3 separate regions of the Drosophila melanogaster genome follow, and regions 1 and 3 are each linked to region 2. Evidence: chromatin contacts called from public Hi-C data. All regions are on one chromosome and are shown on one strand. The core of a region is the stretch at or near the end of the contact, and the rest is flanking DNA. Distances in the headings are between cores, read along the strand shown. Region 1 overlaps myo (myoglianin). Region 2 holds the start of eIF4G1 (eukaryotic translation initiation factor 4G1). Region 3 holds the start of Cals (Calsyntenin).

Region 1 (2,700 bases), core at 104-2,603, 240 kb after region 2:
CAGGGAGATGATGCTAACACTGTTAATGAATTTCTGATAGATTTGAATAAAAATCAAGCTAAAAAGTCGGACATTCCTATTAATACCAACGATGAGGAGTACGAGAGTATTTTGTCTCACATCAGCAGTATATACATATTTCCCGAGGGTAAGTAAACAGCATTCTTAAAGTAGATATAGATATAGGAAGATATTGAATAAGAGAAGATATTATATATAAGAGTAGGTATAGATAAAGGGAGGAAAAGACAAGGAGAGCTTAAGAGAAGTAAAAAGCATATATAACGTCACTAAAATCTGTGTAAATATATTTCTAGACTTTTTGTAAGTAAGAAGCATAATCATTTATCTTATATTTATATCTTTTTTGGGCCCGATTTGGTTATAGGTTTAGATTTCGAACTTTTTTCCTTTAATAAGAGAAAGCAAGCAAAAATACATATGACTTCTTCTCTATCTTTAGAAATTGTTTTCCCAAAATTCATTGGCGTAGTGTATTTTCAAAAAAGAATCGACACATTTCCTAAAATCTTGACGAGGTAAAAGACAAGTGGCATTGACCCCTTTAACATACAAAAAATGAACTGTTTACAACAAACATTAATCAATACCCAATTTTTGCTTTTAAGAAATCAAATTTCAATGAAAAAATTAATAATTTTCGTTTATATTTTCGTTCTTTTAGAAATTCAACCTCATGTTCGGCACAATCGCAAGGTCGATGTTTTTCGGTTTCAAATTGACAGTAGCTACTCAGACTTGTCTTACGCTACCCTTCATCTATATTTACGTGGTTGGGATTGGATAAGTGCTCATCAACCTGGACTTCTTGAAGAAATTAAAAAACAGCCACGTAAAGATATTGTTGTGACTATTCACCGCGCTATTAGGGTTGCAAATACAACAAGCTTTAATCCTAAAGTCAAAATGTTTGAGTTTCGACATAGTATTCCGTCAGGACTTGGACAATGGGTTGCTGTGGACTTAAAGTCTCTGCTTGGTAATCTTGGGTCTAATATGACGCAAGAAATTCTAATAAAGGGCGCAGAAACCTGGATGAAGTCATTAGTGGTGACCACAGACAACACATCGAAAAATCCATTGGTTAGAAGCCATTTATAATGAAGTTGAATACACTTACTCTACTAAATATATTTTTAATATTTCAGACTGTTCACATAGAAATTGGGTCGCAAAAAAAGCATCGAAGAAAGCGCAGCGTATATATGGACTGCACAGAAAATGATCATGACATGCGCTGTTGTCGATATCCCCTCAAAGTTAATTTCACCAGCTTTGGATGGCATTTCGTTGTAGCACCAACGTCCTTTGACGCATACTTCTGCAGTGGTGACTGCAAAGTTGGTTACCTAGAGCAATATCCCCATACACATTTAGCAGCCTTAACGACATCGGCCACACCGTGTTGCTCGCCGACAAAAATGAGTTCCTTAAGTTTGTTATATTTTGACGATAACCATAATCTGGTTTTAAGTGTTATACCAAATATGTCTGTCGAGGGTTGCAGCTGTTCTTAGCGAACAAAATTCGAAAGTGTTCTTTGAAAATAGAACTAATACATATGCTATGTAAATAAATTAACGCAAAGGAATATGGATCTGTTTGAGAAGGCTAGTTTAAAGTACAATTCCCAAATTTGATATAAAATTTACATTTTTAAAATGTAAAATAGGTCAGATTGCATGCTGATGATTCCCAAATTAATAAATAGATCGCAATTAAAAACAGTAAAAAATTAAAAAATATTTAAAAATGAATTCCTACATTACCGTATAAGATAAGTATAGAGCGAAACAATATATTTTAAACTGTGCATTACGAATTACAAATGAAAAGCAAACAAAAAATAATCGTTTTAAATAAAATGATTGTATGACGCATAAAGAAATACACGGTTAAAATAAACTAAGTACCTTAAGTTTTGATAAAAATTGAGTGAATAACAAATGGCACCGTCAGACAAATATAGTCTGAACGGAGGCTACATGTGGATCATTTACGGTTGTGTGATTACCTAATTTGAATACACAGCTAAATGTATAAAGGTGTTCATATCCCGTGCATCGTGAGCATATAGAATATTTTACAGTGAACGGCTTTGTGCGTGTGCAAACGAGACTTCCATATGCTGTTCTTTTCAAGACAAGTAAGGATTTGTATGAATAATGTTGATTAGAACAAAGGCTAACCTTACGTTTCGCAAAGCACACAGAACTTATTTCATAATAATTAAAAGTTAAATAACGTGCCAGAGAAATATAGATATACAAGTAGCAATGCAGCGCAGTGGCGTTACAGCGCTCACTTTCTCTATCTCCATCTACATAGTGTTAAAAAAAAATATGCTAGAATTGGTTAGTTTTGAAACTTATTCCGATTAGTTCCTACGATATAAGCTCGAATGCTTGGTTGAGTGCCAAAAAGAACTTATTTTTCTTATGCGTTATTTTCGAATCTTCTATTAACACTACTTGTCGCAGGATTGGCTTCTAAACGTTTGCAAGAGTACTTAGGAGTTGTCAATAATAATAATTTTGACAAGTGCTCCAACATTAGCTGATGATAGGTAAGCACTTAAAGGGGATAGTCGTGAGATGATTGTGTGACATTCCGAATATAGAGTGGGTGAAGATAAAAACTCTTGAAAAAAATTACGGCATTTTGCCAAAAACTTAGGCT
Region 2 (2,700 bases), core at 55-2,554:
AAAACTACCCTAATATGTACAATGTAAATTCGTTTTTTCGATCAGAATTGATTTCGGTCCGAAAATCGTCTTCTAGCACAACACGCACACATATATGCGTTCTCGTCTCTTGTTTTTACTCACACAAGCAAGCAAATTCTATTTTTAGATTTCTTATGCTCTCAGCGGGAGCGAGCGGAAAGAGAGCAATTTTGGCCGTCACTAAAAAATTGGCTGCATAGTGCCAAACCAATGTATGGCCGCTACGCATCTTGTTATTCTAGTGTCTTTGGTAGAACTATGCTTGGAACAGTCTTTATTTGTAAGCTTATTCGTGGGGATGTTAAGAGTTCTGACTTGATTAGTCGGCTTAACTTCTCAGTTCGAAGTAGTTCTCAGTAGTAGTTCTCAGTTCCTTATTTCAGTTCTCAGTTCCTTATTTTAAATCATTGTAGATCTAACTATGAGTTGCGTGACCCTTACAGAGTATTATGTTCTGATTATAATAGACTTTATCCTAATATCTGTAATCTTGACTCTCTGCCGCTCACAAAGCAATTGATTTTACCTTTTTTTATTTTATGATTAGATCCTACTAACAGTAATATTTAATATAGTTATTTTATATTATATTCATTTCCTCGATCCTGTTCTCTTTTTTATATCGCGTCTATCCTCTCGCTAATCGAGGCGTACGATACACGGCAGCGCCCCTCGTTCGGTTGGTCGGGAGGTGTCGCCGTTGGACCCGTGCCAAAAAAAAAAAATATATAATAATAATATAAAATAATTGGGTCTGAATACGGATTATTTTTGTTTTGATTTAAATTCTTTTATTTATCGATATTTTGATGTAATATAGAATCGTTTTTTACCAATTTCTTTATTGTCATATGTATTTTAGTCAGTGTGAAAGGGTCTTATTTTGGCCATAATTAACTAATTATATTTTACGTTCAAGAAACCCTAATTACGATGAAATTAACATTTTGTTTTAAAGTTGCCCATATGTTGTATTCTTAGATATAATGATCTATTTAGCCATGTTGCGGAAAGGGCTCATTATCAGGAATTGAACGCTGGCATAGCATGTACAATCATTATTATAATTTTGGCAAACCTCAATAGAATAAACGTATTATGAAGTAGTTTTAGTAAATAATTAACATTGAAATATGATTTTTTTTTTATTTTTAAAAACTTATGGTTAGCAAAAAATTAAATTATTAATGATGAAGCGTTTAAAAATGTGACCTAACTATCGTTGATAATGATATTCTTCAGTTATCACTATTTCTTGTGTGCTATCGATGTTTCAAATAATAAATGCAACTCTGTTCGTATGAACAGAACACATTGCATGTGGAAATTATTAAAAAATAGTTTTTGAATGTAAAGATAAAGCTGGAATTACTGCTTCATTTTTATAAATAAATACATTTTTAAAATACACTTAAAGTGGAATTCTTAACATTTGTATTTTTTGTACATAATCACGTCGGATAGGCACATACAAACATTTGCTCAGGTAAATTGATGGTTAATAATGAGCACTGGGCAACAAATATTACATGATACTTTGCAAGTTTACTGTGCACAGTGAAGGGAAAAAAGATTTTACCACTAACATTCTGAAATGTGTCTTAACTTTTTAAAAATGATGTAAACGATGGAATTCGTGGCACGTTTTCACCATATGCACCATTGTGATTGTGAGAACGAAATCTCCAAAGTCACAACGGCAACGTCGGCAAATAAGTAAGGCTCCAGGATGGATTGGCAAATGTTTAATAGAAATTATCTCTGGGCTTCAGCTCTAGACTTAATAAATTACAAAATGTCTACTTTATATTTTTGAAACATTTGGGTGAAATCTTTTGTGATATTTAATGATTTTATACGTGTCAGTTCTTTTAATTTCAGAGACCTCTCTGGTAGCTGTATATCAATATATTTCCAGGTAAAATATGCAGAACTGAAACGTGGACAATTAATATTCATTAATATTCATTAAAGAATCAAATGATTGAATGACGTCGTATTTGTGGGTCCAAAATCACCACAGAAATCGTCTATGAAACGGTAAATCTAACCGTTTGGCGATTTCCTACAGAGCTAACTCTAGGAATACACATACGTAATGCAACAGGCTATACCAACTTTACCAACACAATCAGATATAGATAAAGCCATGCAGCCCCATTCAGCACAAAATATGGTAAGTCGATATAAAAATAACATCTCCAAAATTATTTACATATATACATTTTGACATTATTTGCTGTATTACTTTCCTTGCAATTGTTTTAAATTAGTTCGTTAAATAAATATGTTTTCCTAGTTCCGAAAAGAGCTAAAACCTATTTTTTATAAGTTTGCCTGCTGTAGTCAATGTAAACAATCTATTAAGATAGTATCACACTTCTCGTACAATAACAGCAAAGTTTAAAAAGAAAATGCTATTTTTGTGGAATTTTTTTATATGTTTGTTTTATAAATATTGCGGTTTGTATAAAAGGTATATAATTCAATTAAAAAATTTATAAAATATATGTTTGCGATTACAATTATTTAAGTTACTTACTAAATGAATTAAAAAATTAAAAATTTTTTTAACGAACTTGATTGAATACTAATAATTGTTCTAGTCCTGTAAAGCTACATAATTCATAAATGAAGCTCTTCCGGGCATGGTATGAAGTACTTTATTTAAAACCTAAA
Region 3 (2,700 bases), core at 75-2,574, 190 kb before region 2:
AAGACTAGATATTGTTAGTCCCATGTTTAATAAGAAACTATTTTATTTCGTATAGGAAAAAGCTTGTCTTCAGTAACTTCAGTAAATTGACGTGTAAACTAGTCATTCGATTAATAATGCTGTACTTTTCAGAAAAGTTAAACGATGGTTAAAAATACTGTTTTCTATAAAATACTAATAACAGTATGTTGACTATACCCTAAGCATGGTCTGATGAAAACAATAAAAAGAAACACAAAACTACATCGATAATACAATGTTTTGACTGCGCCATTAAGTCGAATGTCGATAAAACCATTTTCGTGTACATTTTTTAAGTGAAATATTTAAATTGACCTAGAAAGGCTGCCCCCAAGGGGTTAGTGAGCATATAACTTAGACTCGGAGTTACACAATTTTTAAAAATCACAACTGTTTTTTACGAATGTGCTCTGTAGGACTATGGTATTATTCGCGAATTCTAATTGCCAAAACAACTTTTTCAAATCAAATTTAAAAATCAAATTTAAAAACGATGTTACAAATTTTTCAAACACTATAAAGCTGCCTGAAAACAAAAAACTTAGGTTCTTCCTCTCTATTAACCAAAAATTAAGACATTTTTATTAATCAAAGGTCTGCTATTGCCAATATGTCGATATCAGGCCAAGATAAATGACAATCACTATATTTTGGTTGCGATTTGCAATAGTTAACAACATAAATATTCTGCCTCTGATCAAAAATAAAAAAAAAATGTTGAGTCTTGGGATATCAAGGAATCAAAATATCTATATATGAAAATATCCTACCCAAAAATTCCAGTCATTTGTAAATCAAAACAGCGTAAGCACCCCTTAACTTTCCTTTTAAACAAACCATGGTATCACTTAAAATTCGATTAAAATGTTAGAGCATAGTCTCCACAGGGCCTTATATGTTGTTTTTTTTAATCACTTTTCAAGTATTAACCACTTCCACACAAGGATCTGAAAATGTCGGATAAACGTTTCCAGTGTATTGACTTCTGTATTTAAACTTACAACTAGTTTTTCAAACGTCACAAGTAATTATTTTGCTGACAAAAGTAAGAAACTATGTAATGAAACAAAAAAAATTATTTTCTGAGATTTTGTTAATGTGCCCCGTCTAATTAACTTGTACTATTTCATATTTGAGTCGATTTAAATCTATGCATATGTAAAAGTTATAATCAAAGTATTTAGGTTACGCATGATTCCCTTCGGATAGGTTCGCTATTCGTTCAGTTAGGCAATCCAAGTTCATTACAGAATGTGTATCTCTTGGATACAACACATACACAAGATTTTCTCATCCATGCATATTCATATATACTAATGTAATACATATATGTAATCCAACAATCAGTTTCACTGTGGTACATTTTATAATGTTTAATCATATATAGTCACGGGAACTAGAGTTTATACACGGTCCTCGAATAAAATGTGTTTTGGAGCTGTAAGCTAATCAACAAAAAATGAGACTAACTAAAAAAAAGTGCTACTAAAATTCCCAGACTTTCCACTTTCTGTCCTACATATATATAATTAAAGAAAATCCGAACCAATTTGAATAACTTATCTATTTTATTCTAACACCAACAACAACTTTAAAAAGTTTTTGATTTAACGTAAAAAATTGGCCGTAATTCTTGTTGCTTTGGTTACATTCTTTCTATTGTATTGTACCAACGAAAAAAGTAGAGAAGCACCGAGACGGTAGTGGAATTATTCCGGAACACTTTCGATACTCTTTTTCGAGTGGAAGTGGTTTCATGAGGAGGAAATTTGGTGTTCCTTTTTGCCGGGCTCTTTCATACTTCCCGTGCTGTAGGAACTCCGTGAAAAGCTTCTGTAAGCATTCCCTAAATGTCTTCTGGATATATTCCGAGACTATATTACAATACTTTCGTAAACATTACTCAGGATTGTTTTCTAGATACTTTCCAGAATAAATTATCAGGAAAATTTATATTGAGTGCTTTGAAAGAAGAAGTGTTTCCAAAGTATAAAACAAAATCTCGGCTTAACCAATATTTAATTTTTTATTATTATGAACTGAACTCTGTAATACTTCTTTTCCTTGAACGTTTCTTTTTCTCTCAAAATTCATTCATTGTTTATCCTTTCATAAGAGCCCTTGAAGCGCAAGACTGTGTAATCTTAAAAAAATGTTCAGAAATAAATATAATTTTATGTGTCTGCAAAAAATTTATTAAGCAACAAAAAAATTTGTCGAATTTCGTTTTCGCGTTTTCAACATATTGTATAAAAACTGCGAAAGGGTGTAGGGCCTACACACGACAAAACTTTGTCTTATTTTACCACGTATTAGAAAGAAAAACTACTCTAAAGTCGAATGTGTCATCACAGAGTATAAAATTGCAATGTATTATATTATTATTATTTTTATCTTAAAGAACGGAAAATAAACATCTACTAGGTACATGATTTTTAAAGATTTATTGATACGAGTTTTGGGAAAATATAAAATATAATCTTCAATATATACACATATGTACAATATATTTATGTAAGTTCATGTAGTTTTAATGCTTTTAAAAATAATAGAAAGGAAGAACACTAATTTAAGAAACAAAACAATTGTGGTATTTTTGCTTAAATCGGTGTTTGCATTTCAATATGAAAATCATTTTCTTTCAGCAAAATAAATATATTTGGGCTTGATTATTAAAGA

What was found. A called contact is a pair of places that touch in the nucleus more often than the background predicts.
Region 1: a Hi-C map of the Kc167 cell line shows a contact between it and region 2, with 1.9 times the contacts expected there. The contact joins the enhancer-like site here to the promoter of eIF4G1 in region 2. A contact is called at or near these places in 23 of 107 Hi-C or Micro-C datasets (the Clone 8 cell line, the Kc167 cell line, the ML-DmBG3-c2 cell line and 8 more).
Region 3: a Hi-C map of the Kc167 cell line shows a contact between it and region 2, with 5 times the contacts expected there. The contact joins the promoter of Cals here to the promoter of eIF4G1 in region 2. A contact is called at or near these places in 16 of 107 Hi-C or Micro-C datasets (the D17-c3 cell line, the Kc167 cell line, the ML-DmBG3-c2 cell line and 4 more) and 1 of 6 datasets of contacts at active chromatin or transcription factors (the Kc167 cell line).

What each region holds. Positions count from the first base shown.
Region 1 is chr4:690,829-693,528 of dm6, reverse strand. myo (myoglianin) reads left to right here. Exons shown (of 5, transcript NM_166788.2): 3 at 1-148; 4 at 686-1,104; 5 at 1,170-2,700. The coding sequence ends at 1,538. Among named protein-coding and RNA genes, the nearest start is that of myo, 3.9 kb to the left of the region's middle. Within about 2 kb of position 1,353, at least 4 of the 39 cell types and tissues checked have an H3K27ac peak or open chromatin away from gene starts, as enhancers often do. A contact at or near this core is called in the Kc167 cell line, where this site is marked.
Region 2 is chr4:929,319-932,018 of dm6, reverse strand. It overlaps eIF4G1 (eukaryotic translation initiation factor 4G1), which reads left to right and starts at 1,304. Exons shown (of 16, transcript NM_079901.4): 1 at 1,304-1,507; 2 at 1,888-1,939; 3 at 1,996-2,197. The coding sequence starts at 2,120.
Region 3 is chr4:1,121,589-1,124,288 of dm6, reverse strand. It overlaps Cals (Calsyntenin), which reads left to right and starts at 1,324. Exons shown (of 12, transcript NM_001297793.1): 1 at 1,324-1,461; 2 at 2,667-2,700. Arf4 (ADP ribosylation factor 4) reads right to left here and starts at 122. Exons shown (of 4, transcript NM_079892.3): 1 at 1-122. The coding sequence starts at 24.